Regions from separate parts of the Macaca mulatta genome. Here regions 1 and 2 are each linked to region 3. The links are chromatin contacts, called in public Hi-C maps. All regions are on one chromosome and are shown on one strand. Each heading gives the region's core, a stretch centred on a gene start, on an enhancer-like site or on the middle of the called end of the contact. The rest is flanking DNA. Distances are from core to core; before and after follow the strand shown.

What was found. A called contact is a pair of places that touch in the nucleus more often than the background predicts.
Region 1: a Hi-C map of fetal cortex germinal zone shows a contact between it and region 3, with 5 times the contacts expected there. The contact joins the promoter of WNK1 here to the promoter of FBXL14 in region 3. A contact is called at or near these places in 2 of 14 Hi-C or Micro-C datasets (fetal cortex germinal zone and fetal cortical plate).
Region 2: a contact with region 3 is called in a Hi-C map of fetal cortex germinal zone, with 3 times the contacts expected there. The contact joins the promoter of LOC144333011 here to the promoter of FBXL14 in region 3. A contact is called at or near these places in 2 of 14 Hi-C or Micro-C datasets (fetal cortex germinal zone and fetal cortical plate).

Annotation. Positions count from the first base shown.
Region 1 is chr11:1,533,167-1,535,866 of T2T-MMU8v2.0, reverse strand. It overlaps WNK1 (WNK lysine deficient protein kinase 1), which reads right to left and starts at 1,286. Exons shown (of 28, transcript NM_001414862.1): 1 at 1-1,286. The coding sequence starts at 328.
Region 2 is chr11:1,783,141-1,785,840 of T2T-MMU8v2.0, reverse strand. It overlaps LOC144333011, which reads right to left and starts at 1,322. Exons shown (of 3, transcript XM_077954849.1): 1 at 1,292-1,322; 2 at 411-1,247. The coding sequence starts at 1,322.
Region 3 is chr11:2,434,115-2,436,814 of T2T-MMU8v2.0, reverse strand. FBXL14 (F-box and leucine rich repeat protein 14) reads left to right here and starts at 1,266. Exons shown (of 2, transcript NM_001260522.1): 1 at 1,266-2,498. The coding sequence starts at 1,305. All of the region lies in intron 1 of WNT5B (Wnt family member 5B), which reads right to left.

The sequences.
Region 1 (2,700 bases), core at 37-2,536, 900 kb after region 3:
CCGCGGGGATGCCGGGCTGGGGGAGGGCAAGAGGGAGGCCGGGGAGCTCCAACGCAGTGGCATTGGAGTCGCAGATGACACTCCGGCGGAAGAAGCGGTGCTCGGTGGTGGTGGTGGTCGCGGCCGCCCCGCGGCTGTCCTTGTCCATCGTGTGGCGGCGGCGCCGGTACTCCTCAGTCCTGCCGGTCCCGGCGTCGGCGGCCGCGGCCCCCAGTTTCTCCCCCACGGAGGAATCGGAGCTGGAGCCATTCTTGGGGACAGGAGCCGGCGGCGAGAGGAACAGGGAGCCGGGAGTGCTGCTCTGCTTCTCCGCGGCGCCGCCAGACATGGTCGGTTCGCTGGCGAGAGGCGAGCGGGCTCGGAGTCGCGGATGGAAAGGGCGTGAGGGCCGAGCCGCCCGCGCGGAGGTCTGCAGGGCACCGCGGCCGGGCGGGTTCGCGCCGACCCGGAGACGCCTCACTCAGCACTGACCAGCCGCAGCGAGGGCGAGGCGGGCCGCTGGCACCGAGACTGCTGCGGCTCGCGAGGAGGGCTCGAAGGCGGGCGAGTCGGGAGCGGAGCCGCGGGGGTTAGCGCCGCACGGTCCGCATCCATCCTGCGGCGAGCGGCGGCCGGGCGGGCGGCGGCAGCGGAGGCGCCGCAGTCATGAGGGGAGGGCCCGGGGCCGGCACCGAGTCGAGGCGGATGCGGCGGACGCGGCTCCCACTGCCCCGCTCGCCGAGCCGGGCGGGCTAGGCCCAGAGGGCGGCGGCGCCGCGAGCACGGGACCAGGTCCGACGCCCGGGCGGTGGCAGCCCCGGGGCAGGGAGTGGGAGGGGCCGAGGCGAGCGAGGAAGGCCGCGGCCCGGCTCCGGTCACTCGGCGGCCGCCGCCTCCCACACGCGCCCCCCGCGATGGGGACCGGCCTCACTGGTCGCCCATCGCCCCGGGGCGAAGGGCCGGAGCCTCGGAGCCTCGGCGCCTGAGGAGCGGGCCCCCCCTTCCCCGAGGCCTCCCCGCCCGCCCCGGGCCTGGCGAACCCGCCTCCTCCCGGGCCGGTGCCGGGGGCTGACGGCGGAGGGAACGGCGGGGAGGGGAGGGCCGCTCACCGCGGGGCCCGAGCTCCGCTGCTTCTCTGAGGCAAGAGGAGAGGAGACCTAGAGGACTGGGTGAGGGGGAACAGGGAGAGAAAAGAGCAGTCACCCCCACCAGGCGCCTTCTGTCACCGAAGACGGGGGTGCGGAGGGGCCGAGAGAGGAGCCGCGTCCGCCCGGGAAACTCTCTGCGCTAAATGGCGCCGGGAGTCTGAAGCCTCCACACAGCCCGCTCGGATCCCGCCCCCCGCCGCCCGGGGCAGCCCCACCCCCCACCTCGCTCCGGGGTTTTGCGCAGGCGTGCCAGCCCCGAGGCACCTTGGGACTTATAGTTTACGGGTTGGAGGAGATGAACGGGACCTAGGAGAAAAGTGCCTACGACTTCCGTGATGCCTCGCGGTTGCTGTAGCCTGATGCCTCGTGGGAGTTGTAGTTTTCTTTAGAAACCGTCCCTTCTGAAAGGCTGATGGGAGCGTCATCGCGGGTCGCTCAACCCCATCCTGAAGTCCGCGCGAGCTTAGGAAAATCATTATTTAGGGATTAATTGTGGAAGAAGGGAAGGAAGGGAAAAAAAAAAAAGAGGAAGGTGGGGGGGAGATGGAAAGACTCCCATCATGCTCTGCTAAGCGAGAGAGCTCTTAGGGTTGCCATGCAATGAAAAATGATCTGTTGTTCATCTTTAATGGAGAGAGCCGCAGTAGTGTTGAGTGACTGCAGGGCTGTGGGGGTGGAGGGGAAGGGTAAAGCCGGATAACCGGAGCCTGAGTTCTGAGTCGGAGGAGGGGAAAAGAAACTTTGTGAAGATGGTGCATGAAATTAATATTGATTAAATGGATTGGAGGAGGAGACAGGGAGGATTATCTTCCATCCTCCTCCCCTCAACAATTAAGGCCACATTCTCAGCTCCCGCCCGACACGGATATTCCGGCTCTCAAAAAAGGGCTGCCTGACTGAAATCGGGGATCCTAGTGAACTCCCTCTTGGCTTTGCCTGAAAGATAATAAAAGCGGGGTTGGGGGAGCGGTGGATTCAAGAAAAGATAAGGTCTACGGATCTACGGGTCTTTGGCCACACTTGGGGGGCTGGGCTGACTTCTGCCTTTGTAGTTGGTTGAAACTTATTTTCCACCTTTCTTCTGCTGGGTGGCTCCGTGAAACAACACCCCCTCTTTCTCCAGAGCTCCTCAGTGTCCACATGCAACGTCTACCAGGGCCCTGGGCCCGGGAAACGTGGAGCCCTGCGGCTCGCCGCCATGGCATGTTTTTCTTGAAAGCATCCTTGTCTCCCTGGACCCCTGTGCTCCTCGCAGCTCCTCAAGATGCGGAGGGGACGAGCACCAGGGGGCACCAGACGGAGTAGGAGGCCGGACTCGGGAGCAGATGGCAGTTTAAAAGCCTCGGTCCAACCGGTGGAGAGCGGGAAGCGCGGAAAACGTACGCAACCGCATCAGAGCGTCCGGGCGCGGCCGCCTCTCTTGGGCGCCCGCTGCGGAACCAGCTCGGAAGCGCGCGTCCCGGGCAGAGGACCACGCTGCGAGCGAGCAGCCAGCGAGGAACTCGGCAGGAGGTTCCTTAGCACAGTTCTCGGATGAGCTCCACCTGCAGAATTCTTGCCGTGCAGTTCATGT
Region 2 (2,700 bases), core at 73-2,572, 650 kb after region 3:
TAACATGCACGGCTCATCGTCCTTTTGAAATACAACACTTCATCTTTTATCTCACCATTTCATCAAAAAGAAAAGAATCATCTTCAGCATTTTACATCACTCACCTAACCCAAAGATCCACCCTGACCGCACCCCAACCTCATGGCTCCCCAATTTCTCCGTCTGCCCACTACCTGGTCCGCAGCTTCACTAGTCCTAAGCCTCCCCCCCTCCGCTCCCCAAGTGCCCAGAGCCCCAGACCCCAGTCCCCGACCTCCCGCCCCAGGATCCCCACATCCACCGCCTCGGCTCCCGCCCAATCCCGGAGCCCGGCTGGGTGGAGCCCGCGGGTGGGCGCCGTGGTCTGGGTGGGGCCCGCCCCTCCCCACCCCCGGGCTGGCCCGGAGGGGGAGGGGGTCGCGAAGCCTCACCTACAGCTCCGCCCCTCCCCGGGGGCGCGTCGCCCAGCCCAGCCCGGGCCGTGAGCAAGAAGCTGGGCAGGAAAGGCAAAAGCCTCAGCGCTAGCGACACGGGGGAAGCTCTGGGTCCCGCGCGACTTCCGCGCTGCCGCCGCCGTCGCGCCCGTCTCACCCTTCTCAGGGCTGCCGCTGCTGCTGCTGCCGCTGCTGCCGCCCGGGCGCCGCCGCCGCCACTACCGCCGCCACCGCCACCGCCACTACCGCCGCCGCCGCCGCCACAGCACGGCCCGGGCGCCCGCGACGTCACCGCGCCCCGCCCCCTGCGCGAGACACCTAGCCCCGCCCCCAGCCGCGCCGCGGGCGCAGCGCCCCTCCCCGGGCTCCCGGCCCGGCTGCCTCCCTTTCCCTCAGCCTCCCGGGAGCGTGACGCGGCGGCCGGGGGGCCTCCGGGCGCCTTCCGGGACACGCGGGTGAGGAACTGGGAAGCGGGGGAAATTCGGCGCCGCGGCGGTCGATCAGCACCGAAACCGAACGAGAGGCGCGGAGCAGCCCTGCGTACACACACGCGTACCCACTCACACACACGACCCCTGCGGCCCGGGAGGGGAGAGCCGGGGTCTGCTCCGCGAGCGCGGGGCGGCGCTTGTCTCTTCCCGCTTGCCGTAGGAAGTGGACGCTGGAAGCCCGAGGAGCCGCGTCGCGTCTTCCCGAACCTAAGTGGCGCCCCGCCCCCTTCTTCTCGTGGCCCGTTACCCGCGCCCGGGGCCGCCCAGCGCCGCGGGACCAGCGCGGGGACCGACCGTGGCTGCTGGGGGCACGCTTTGTTCCACCAAAGCTGGTTTTTTGCCCCTTAGCTTGGCGGAACGTGGCCGCGAAATGAGCGGCCATCTGACCTGAGACTCGCGGGGCTGCGCACACGGGCATCGCCGAGGACCCCAGCAATGGACGTCGTGTTCTGTGGTGATCCGGCCCGGACGCGGGGAGCGTGGGCGGAAATTAGTGTCCCGGTTCCGACCCTGCGCGGTGCCCGACGCGGCTTCGGGAGCTGTGTATTTGGCCTCCGACAGCTAGGCGAGTCGGCGGGCGGCTGGGGCCTGGAGCAACCCGGTTTTCTCGTGCAGACTCGCAGCCGGTTTGGGTTTTGGTTTTTTTTTTTTTTTGGAACCATGCAGAGGGTAGCTACGGCCATTAATTTAAGGATGTAGATAAGCTTATCTCTAAATCAAGAAAGTAAGAATGGTGTGAATTATATTTATTCCCAGCCTTCCAGTGTTTATTAAAATAATTCTCGGTGTCCTTAAAAGGAGTTAAAAGCCATCATTTTACTCCTACTCACCTCCGCCACCGTAATTAACCACTGCCTCATAATCCCACTAACAAATTCCAGTCGCTTCTCTGCGTTCACATGCATTCACTCACCCGTTTCTACTGTTTTTCATCCTGCCCGGACTCTTAATTGTTCCCTCCCAGGATCGACATGCACTTGGATGATTGCAGTTCCTGGGCCTGCTGTCATCTCTCCATTCAGTACTTCCCACATACGACTACCAACTGTTAGACGATGTGCTGCCAGACCAGCATTTCATTTCTTGGACATCTGGCTATTTACCCAGGAAAAGTCATCCTTTGACTTTTCTCATCTGACTCGTGATCTGCCCATCTTGTTACTCCCTAGCAGTGTGGTAAGGTAAGAGAAAATTGAACTGAGAGTCAATAGATCTTTCTGTTCTCATTCTCCCACTGTCTACTTGTGTGGCCTCAGGCAAATCATTCTACTTGTGGTCTTACTTAACTGTAAAGTGAGGTTTGAAGTCGGTGTCTGAGATACATCGTGTCCTTAAAATACGTGGATCTGGAGAGTTAAGTTGCTGAGCGCGATGTTATACACAGAAATACTGTCCTAACACAGATTCAGATTTTTATTTTTTATTTTTTGCCACCACACTGGCAACAAATATTATTTTCCTACCCTGCTCCAGAGATCTTTTTTAAAACCTACATTTAGGATTTTTTGTTAAAGCTAGGTACCCAAGCACATGTATTTACTGCCTCTTCTTCCTGAGACCCCATAAAATGATGATAAATAAAAATGATACAAAATAGAAAAGGAGAAGGGGGGCATCGGAAGATAATTGTTTTTCAATTCGACATGTGAAAAGTAAGTGTGGTCTGACAAAATAAAATGAAGAAAACCATAATGTGGAATGGGTGTAGAGGGTGCTGCAGAAAGGAAGGGGGGGCTGTCAGCCCAGAACTGCTTTAGGGAGACCGAGATTTGGAGATACCTACAAGACAGAGCGAG
Region 3 (2,700 bases), core at 17-2,516:
CCGACTGGAGGGGGTCATTGTTTAAGATGAGTAAAGGCCAGTTTCTCTACAATTTAAGACACGAGACTGGAGAGAAAGGAGTCGTAGGAAACAGCTCCAACCGGGGGAGCAGGGGTGTGATAATGAGATGTGTTAAAGGGCATTAGGGACAGCAAGAATAGGACAGTTGGGGTGATGATTATTGAGCACTGCTATAGGAGGAGGCTCTCGCAGGGATAATCAAGGGAGAGGGGTGTGAAGTAAGGGTCAGGGATGTAGGGGTAAACTGTGGGAAGGGGTTGTGCAGACTTCTACAGCAAAGAAAAAGAAGGAACGGGGCTGGGGCGTGGCTCAGAGAGGGAACGGCTCAATAACGGGCTGCGGGGTGAAAAGCAGCCGGGTGGGGAGGCGCTCGGCTGACAGCTGCTGCTCCCGCACGGCGCCCACAGGGTTAAAAACCAGGGGCCACGGGACCAGGCCGAACTCGGTTTCCAGGGCAACGGCTCCACAGTTCCGGCAGCGCAGGCCCGTACCATTGCGCGGGCGCGGGGGAGCGGGAGCGGCGGAGGGGACGCGCTGCAGGGCGGCGGAGCCGGAGCCGGCTCGGGCGCTACCAAACGCGCGGCCCGCCTGCTCGCCCGGGGTCTGCGCCGAGCCGCGCTCCGGCCGGACGGCCGCGGCGTCCTCGGTGCGGGGGCCGGCAGCTCCCAAGTGGCCGCGGACGGCGGGGGAGAAGGAACGCGCGCCGCCAGCCGGGATTGGCCTCCTGGTCCCCCCGCCTGCGCGGCGGAGTGCGGGCGGCCCGGGGCTGGGAGGTTTGAAAAGCGGGTGAGAGACAAAGGCAGCAGGAAGCCTCCTCCGCGCCCGGAGCCCGTGCGCCCGGCCCCCGGGGCCCCCTCGCCGCCCGCCGGCCCGCGGAGCAGCGGCGGCGGCAGGAGGCGGAGGATGCGGCAGGGGGCGTGGGCGCGGCGGCGCGGGCGGAGCGGCGCGGCCCGGGCGCGGCGTGGGTAGAGCCGAGGCGGCGGCGGCCGGCCTCCGGGAGCGAGAGCGAGGCGCCTTCCCCGCCCGGGATGTGAGCGCCGCGCGGAGCCCGGGGCGGGGGAGGGCCGGGCCGGAGGCGCAGCCGGCAGGAAGGAAGGACGGACGGACCAGGAGGAGGAGCGGCGGCGGCGGCCGGAGCCGGAAGGCGGGGAGGGGCCGGCCGTTGGGCCCGAGGCGGCGGCAGCGGCGGCGGCTGGGGAGAAGCGCTCTCGTCGCCTGCCCGAGTCCGGAGCGGCGGGGCCCGCGCCTCCTCCCCCCAGCGCCGCGGAGGGGGGAGGAGGAAGATGGAGACCCACATCTCATGCTTGTTCCCGGAGCTGCTGGCCATGATCTTCGGCTACCTGGACGTCCGGGACAAGGGGCGCGCGGCGCAGGTGTGCACGGCCTGGCGGGACGCCGCCTACCACAAGTCGGTGTGGCGGGGGGTGGAGGCCAAGCTGCACCTGCGCCGGGCCAACCCGTCGCTGTTCCCCAGCCTGCAGGCCCGGGGCATCCGCCGCGTGCAGATCCTGAGCCTCCGCCGCAGCCTCAGCTACGTGATCCAGGGCATGGCCAACATCGAGAGCCTCAACCTCAGCGGCTGCTACAACCTCACCGACAACGGGCTGGGCCACGCGTTTGTGCAGGAGATCGGCTCCCTGCGCGCTCTCAACCTGAGCCTCTGCAAGCAGATCACTGACAGCAGCCTGGGCCGCATAGCCCAGTATCTGAAGGGCCTGGAGGTGCTGGAGCTGGGGGGTTGCAGCAACATCACCAACACTGGCCTTTTGCTCATCGCCTGGGGTCTGCAGCGCCTCAAGAGCCTTAACCTCCGCAGCTGCCGCCACCTCTCGGATGTCGGCATCGGGCACCTGGCCGGCATGACGCGCAGCGCTGCGGAGGGCTGCCTGGGCCTGGAGCAGCTCACGCTACAGGACTGCCAGAAGCTCACAGATCTTTCTCTAAAGCACATCTCCCGAGGGCTGACGGGCCTGAGGCTCCTCAACCTCAGCTTCTGTGGGGGCATCTCGGACGCTGGCCTCCTGCACCTGTCGCACATGGGCAGCCTGCGCAGCCTCAACCTGCGCTCCTGTGACAACATCAGTGACACGGGCATCATGCATCTGGCCATGGGCAGCCTGCGCCTCTCGGGGCTGGATGTGTCGTTCTGTGACAAGGTGGGAGACCAGAGTCTGGCTTACATAGCCCAAGGGCTGGATGGCCTCAAGTCTCTCTCTCTCTGCTCCTGCCACATCAGTGATGATGGCATCAACCGCATGGTGCGGCAGATGCACGGGCTGCGCACGCTCAACATTGGACAGTGTGTGCGCATCACGGACAAGGGCCTGGAGCTGATCGCTGAGCACCTGAGCCAGCTCACCGGCATAGACCTGTACGGCTGCACCCGAATCACCAAGCGCGGCCTGGAGCGCATCACGCAGCTGCCCTGCCTCAAGGTACTCAACCTGGGACTCTGGCAGATGACGGACAGTGAGAAGGTCAGGTGAGGGCGGCAGCACCAGCTCCCCTTGTCCCGCCCTGTTCATCCTCCCATCACCACCGCCCCCGCACACTCACACGCACACTTATGCACAGATCATTGCAGCGGATGAGATGGGGCTGTGACAGAAGCCTCAGGCTCGTTTTCTCCTCCCTCCTCCAGCCCCCTCCCGGCTTCCAGCCCATTCTCTTTGCAGCTGG